Regions from separate parts of the Bicyclus anynana genome. Here region 1 is linked to region 2. A link is a contact called in public Hi-C data. All regions are on one chromosome and are shown on one strand. Each heading gives the region's core, a stretch centred on a gene start, on an enhancer-like site or on the middle of the called end of the contact. The rest is flanking DNA. Distances are from core to core; before and after follow the strand shown. Region 1 has its middle 18 kb from the start of LOC112056637. Region 2 holds the start of LOC112048164.

Evidence for each region. A called contact is a pair of places that touch in the nucleus more often than the background predicts.
Region 1: a Hi-C map of whole body shows a contact between it and region 2, with 9 times the contacts expected there. The contact joins the enhancer-like site here to the promoter of LOC112048164 in region 2. A contact is called at or near these places in 2 of 2 Hi-C or Micro-C datasets (whole body and whole larva).

Annotation. Positions count from the first base shown.
Region 1 is chr16:10,342,299-10,345,017 of ilBicAnyn1.1, forward strand. No RefSeq gene overlaps it. Among protein-coding and RNA genes, the nearest start is that of LOC112056637, 18 kb to the right of the region's middle. Within about 2 kb of position 1,298, at least 2 of the 8 cell types and tissues checked have open chromatin away from gene starts, as enhancers often do.
Region 2 is chr16:10,294,848-10,297,630 of ilBicAnyn1.1, forward strand. It overlaps LOC112048164, which reads left to right and starts at 1,267. Exons shown (of 2, transcript XM_024085576.2): 1 at 1,267-1,914; 2 at 2,007-2,783. The coding sequence starts at 1,604. The coding sequence ends at 2,067.

The DNA.
Region 1 (2,719 bases), core at 48-2,547, 47 kb after region 2:
TTTTCAGTTGTGTGCATTTTAAGAAATTAAATATCACGTGAATTTAAATGGTGAAGGAAAAACATCGTGATGAAACCTACATACATATTTGAGAATTTTCCAAATTCTCTGCATGTGTAAAGTCTGCCAATCAGCATTGGGCCAGCGTGGTGGACTATTGGCCTAATCCCTCTCCTTCTGAGAGGAGACTTGAGCTCAGCAGTGAGCCGAATATGGGTTGATAATTATGAAACAAAACCATGCTATACCAATGCTATAGTTGACGAGGTTAGGATCTACGTTTAATCAGATGTTACTGATGAATGATGACCAGTACCGATGGATTAACGTGATCTCCAACACGAGGTAATAAACACCAGTGTCTCCCAGTGGCGAAGGATGGAATTTTGACGAAGGTAAGCCGTCCCACAGAAAAGGAAATTCATGCCGCTTGATACAAACTTCGGTTTGTCATACATCCATAGTCACAATAATGGATTTTTAAAAGGTAACCCGTTGGGAATCGGTGCTGCTGCCTTCCGTGTTAAAATAGGTATCTTTATCTATCAGGAATTTTTTTATAGAACGAAAAATAACCCAAAACCAACAACACCAACAAGGCAACTGCGACATAATTTTAGGTTATCAAAACGTCAGTTTTATTAAGAGCGATTGACGACTGTTATGTTTAACAACTTACGTATGTGTAGCGTTACCAGGCGTCTGGATAAAGCCGGATATTGTTGGGATTTTAGATTGCGTGTCCGGGCACAATAAACGGTGTCCGGCTCGTTTGTTTTTTGTTAGGATTTTTACAATTTCATTTTGCTTGATGACTTTGTTTGAGTTAGACTTGTTGAATTGGCGTTCGATTTATAAATTTAAATTTGTGTTTCATAATACAAGAAGCTTGAGTTTACACTTTTTTGTCGTATCTAGTAATACTTAGACTATAGTAATCCTCGATATTGTAGGGCAGGGATTTTACCATTTTTGGTACCACTAACTTAGCTAAGTAATTAAATCCCTCCCTCCCCCACCTCCTCAAAGATAATAACAAATGAGCTGTTGAAGAAAATAAGGTTTAATTTAATAAACATAAATTAACAGTGTCAAAAGAAATAATTTTCCGCCAGTCATCAAGCCTCCGAGAAATATTGTCGCGATCTCCCCATCTATCGTCGAATGGCGAATCTCTAGGCGTTCGCGTAGGGTGTTCGACCTTTTTAGTCAAATGCTGGACACACTTGCTGATCTGTCCTGCTATTAGATTTGGCGACCTGGCTACCCTATGTGTGTGTGACCGCGTCGGAAAAATTCGCGACATAGTGTCGTCAGAGGCGTCGGAGGGACGCGGTAAAATTAACGTCAGGAATCTGCCTCCGATGACGTGGTGAACGGAAGAAATTTTTATTTTTAATGTTGGTATTTTCGTTAGTGCCAACGTAACCATTTCCTGTTTTTGTTGGCAAAACTGGATTTACGGGTGACTTTAATTACTATGATCTATGTTGGATATTATAATTTTTCGAGTGTAGATTTTATCGATTTAAAAATGTATCCATTCTAACGTCGAATACAATTGAAAGAAATGATTATGTTTCACTCTGTATCTATCCTGGGGGTGCCCCTACAACGTCTATGAATTCCATTGTAAATAATGTACTTGCCTACACTGTTCGTCTAGAGTTGCATTACATGACGCAACAATAGATGATGATGATTAGATTATGTTCACTCAGACTATTTTGTTTCCTAAGCTGAGGTTTTACATAAATAAATTAATATAGTAGGTAAATAGGTTGTGTACTTTCCACATTTAAAATTATGATTACTATGACTATTATTATGACTAGGTAGGTACATAAAAAAATTCTGAAATTCTACAAATTAGGTTGAAAAATTTCAAAACAACATAAACTGAAACAGAGCAAATATTTCTAATCGTCGCGGCGACATAAATGTCTATGCCAAAATTAAGATAGGTATTTAATTTGTCTACTATCATCCTCTTTAATAGTTAGGTTACTATACCTATCAACCTATACTAGGTACCTACTTGTTTTACGTTAATTCTATCTGTATTAGATATACCTATGCAATAGTATAATTTAGATGAAAACTTGAGTTCATTATCTACGGAGTTAAATTCTATTAAAATCGGTTCAGCCGTCCCAGAGATTAGCCCGGACAAACAGACAGACAGACCGACAATAATAACTGTGTATTGTATATTTTTTTATAAGCACGTGAGTAGGTACTTACCTACTCTTAGATTGTATTGATTTAGGTAGATACTGGTACTAACCTAGGTACGTAATAAGTTTTGTTCTAAATTACTTACCTACCTCATGTCAATCGAGACGTTATTAAACATCTGCACATATTCTACTAAATATCTAATATTAGTTAAAACGTGTGACGTCAAACAACGCGGTAACTGCAAAACTTGGCACTCGGCGCCGGTCTTGTTTATCCCGAATCTTGGCCATGAATTCCTACGGGGTAAAGAGTTCACAGTCACGAGTGTTGCTCGTTATCATAATGGGTGGGTTAAGGTTACTGAATATTGTTATGGTTTATATCAGTTAATAACCCATTTATAATTATAATATATTTACAAGTACGAATATAACCAGTTAACATCTAAAATTTTCTAAAATGTAAGAAACTTTACATCAATAAAATACATATTGCATAAGTAGGCATTGAAAAATAAAACGCAACTAACTTTATTTAT
Region 2 (2,783 bases), core at 17-2,516:
GATAATGTCAAATAACGGCCACTACCAGAGATCGGGACATGCACCTCCAACTAATATGAGATTTTGATCATATTATGAGGAACTTATAAAGCTTTACTTGATGCGCACTGTTTACCAACATATAAATTAGAAATGAAGCTACGAAAACGTATGTCATTTAATAACTTATTTATTTGAAATTATGTGGGTACCTATTGTTATTTTTTTTTTTATAAAATGTTATCCAAAATATATTAACTATAGGTAACTACTCTAAACTTAATGATTAAATTTATCTTCATTTATTTAGGAATAAGTAATTATGATTATTAATTATTATTTTAGGTGTGAAATTACTAGCGATTTATACCCTCATTTTTAAGTGCACATCGAGTATGGCTTATGTGTGTAAAGTGTTTTTCAGAGAGCATGGGTACGGTGACAGTCACCGGTATGACGTATATAATACGTGTAATACTATTAACGTGAATCGCGGCAAACTTTCAAGAATGAAACGAACTTTTAAGTGTCACCCGCACCATCCTACATGAAACGAACTGTAGTCTGTCCACCATGCGTTAAAAAATAGGTAGGTACACGCACATGTCATACCTATACAGCCTAACGTAGAAAAGGTTCTATGTCTGGCTGGCGGCGTTCTTGAGGCTCCTTCTTAAAACTAAAGTGATACTTCATTACTTACTTTCAATAGAAGACTGTACATTTTATTAGGATTTTCAACCCTTTTTTTTTCTTAAGAAAACATGCTTTTATCCATAAAAATACAGCAAAGCGACAATGTTGCAAAAGACGAGCATGTAGAACTTTCTAGAAAGAGGTAGATAAGTAGGATGTAACTTGTCGAGTAAAGTGTAACTCTAGGTAACTGATGATGAAAGCGGGCTACGTAAACTAAAGTCTTTTTAAATTTAAATTGTGTTGACATTACAAAAAAGGATTTCTATCAGAGATTATTGAAAATATATTTTCAGAAAATGTATAAAATGTTATAATATTTATGCGCCATCTATTGTCGAGTAGTAACTGTCCTGCCATCTAGCGTTAAGTAGATAATGCCAATAGTTGTTTTCTGTATTTTACGCTAGAATAGCATGATTATAAATTATAATTATATCACACATGCATCATAGTGTATTTATTTGTTCCCTATTCGTTAGTTACATACCTATCTATATTATTTGACAAAAGAAAACTCAGTCCACAAAGTTTCCAACACCGCCCGACGCGACAGTGGCGCTGTTATTTTCCTTATATATTCAGGGTGTGTTTTCACGAATACTTCATTCTACTGCAATTCGTCTTAAAGTGAACATCCGCCTTTAAAGGTTTTTTCGCGAGTGACATTGAAGTGAAAGCTTGTGTTTCCTTCTTAAACACATTATTTATGCACATTTAAAACAACATTATAAAGAAAAATCCTATTTTCACCTCCTCTGCATTTATTGCAACAATACTAAATTTAGCGTAAACTACTATCTATTTACGGGTATCGATCGGCGTATAAGTTCTGCAAGAGTGCGAAGCGAGTGCTATACTTTTACCGGCGACAGCTATTTCTCACCAAAAACGTTAAAACGCAAGAGTCACCGTCACCGCCGCCGAGATGGCGTTCATGATGCCAGTAGTGAAGAACGATTGGGACATTTACAACTCGCAGCGATCGCGGCGGACTTCGGAGTCGGCGGACAAGGCGGGGATCGGCGGCCGGGTGCGAAAGGTGTCCGAGTCTCGCTCCGAGGGGCCCGTGTTGTCTCCACGCAGCGCCGCGTTGAGCCCGCATCGCAGCGCTCCAGCCATGCGTTCGCTGTCGTACTGCCGCGCGCCGCCCAGCCGCGTCTCCTTGCGACAGTACGAAAACCTGAAGGGCTCGGCTAGTCCACCCAGCGCCAAGGAAACTGAGAAGTTCCACAGCAGGTTGGTCGAGAAGTTGCGGCGAGCGTTCGGCCGCTCGGAGTCGCGCAACAGCGAGCGGACCTCGTGAGTTAACCGGGCCTGCTTGTGTACAGGGCGCGAGCGGGCTCCCCCGAGCGACGCTCGCGTTGCGGCGCCTGCATGCCCTACCTGTGACGAGCGCGGCCCGCGGCGGAGGAGACACACCATCTGTGATATGTACCGGCGGACAACACCAGTTGAGTACAATGAGTGTGAACGGACTTAAGATATGACGGAACATTTTTGTGTTAGAATAGTCATTTGGTTCGCATAATGCATGTGTGGGAACCGAGAGCTTGATAGTTGATACTGGTATGCTTACTATGAATGTTTAAGACTGCGTTTACTTTAAGGGTTTAGTTAGGTTGCCGGGGTTTGTTTTGGCTTTCCTCTCACTCCGGCGGTTTAGTTATGGCAGTTCGCGATTTAACTGTGATTTGTAACTCGTAAGTTACGGTGTTATTTATTGTATAATATGATCGGAGTACCTTTATTTAATTAATATTTTTTGTAGCTGTGACGAACACCGTATGTAGTGAGACTATGTTTGCGGGTTGTTGCGTTAAGACGAGAAATTATTACAGTAGGACGAGATTATCTTCGGTTGATCAGAAAAATAACACAATTCAAGTGTTTTGACTTTAAACAATAAAGCCAGCAAGTATTAAAATCTTTATTTGCTTGTAAAGGTGTATTAATTTATTCATATATTTATGGTATTGAATATATAGTAGATATATATTGTGACTAATTACATTATTATTGATGTAAGCCTTAATTTTGTTACATAATGTATGATTTTATGTGATGTTAACATTGACTGTGTAAATGGACCAGCTTTATTAAAGTTA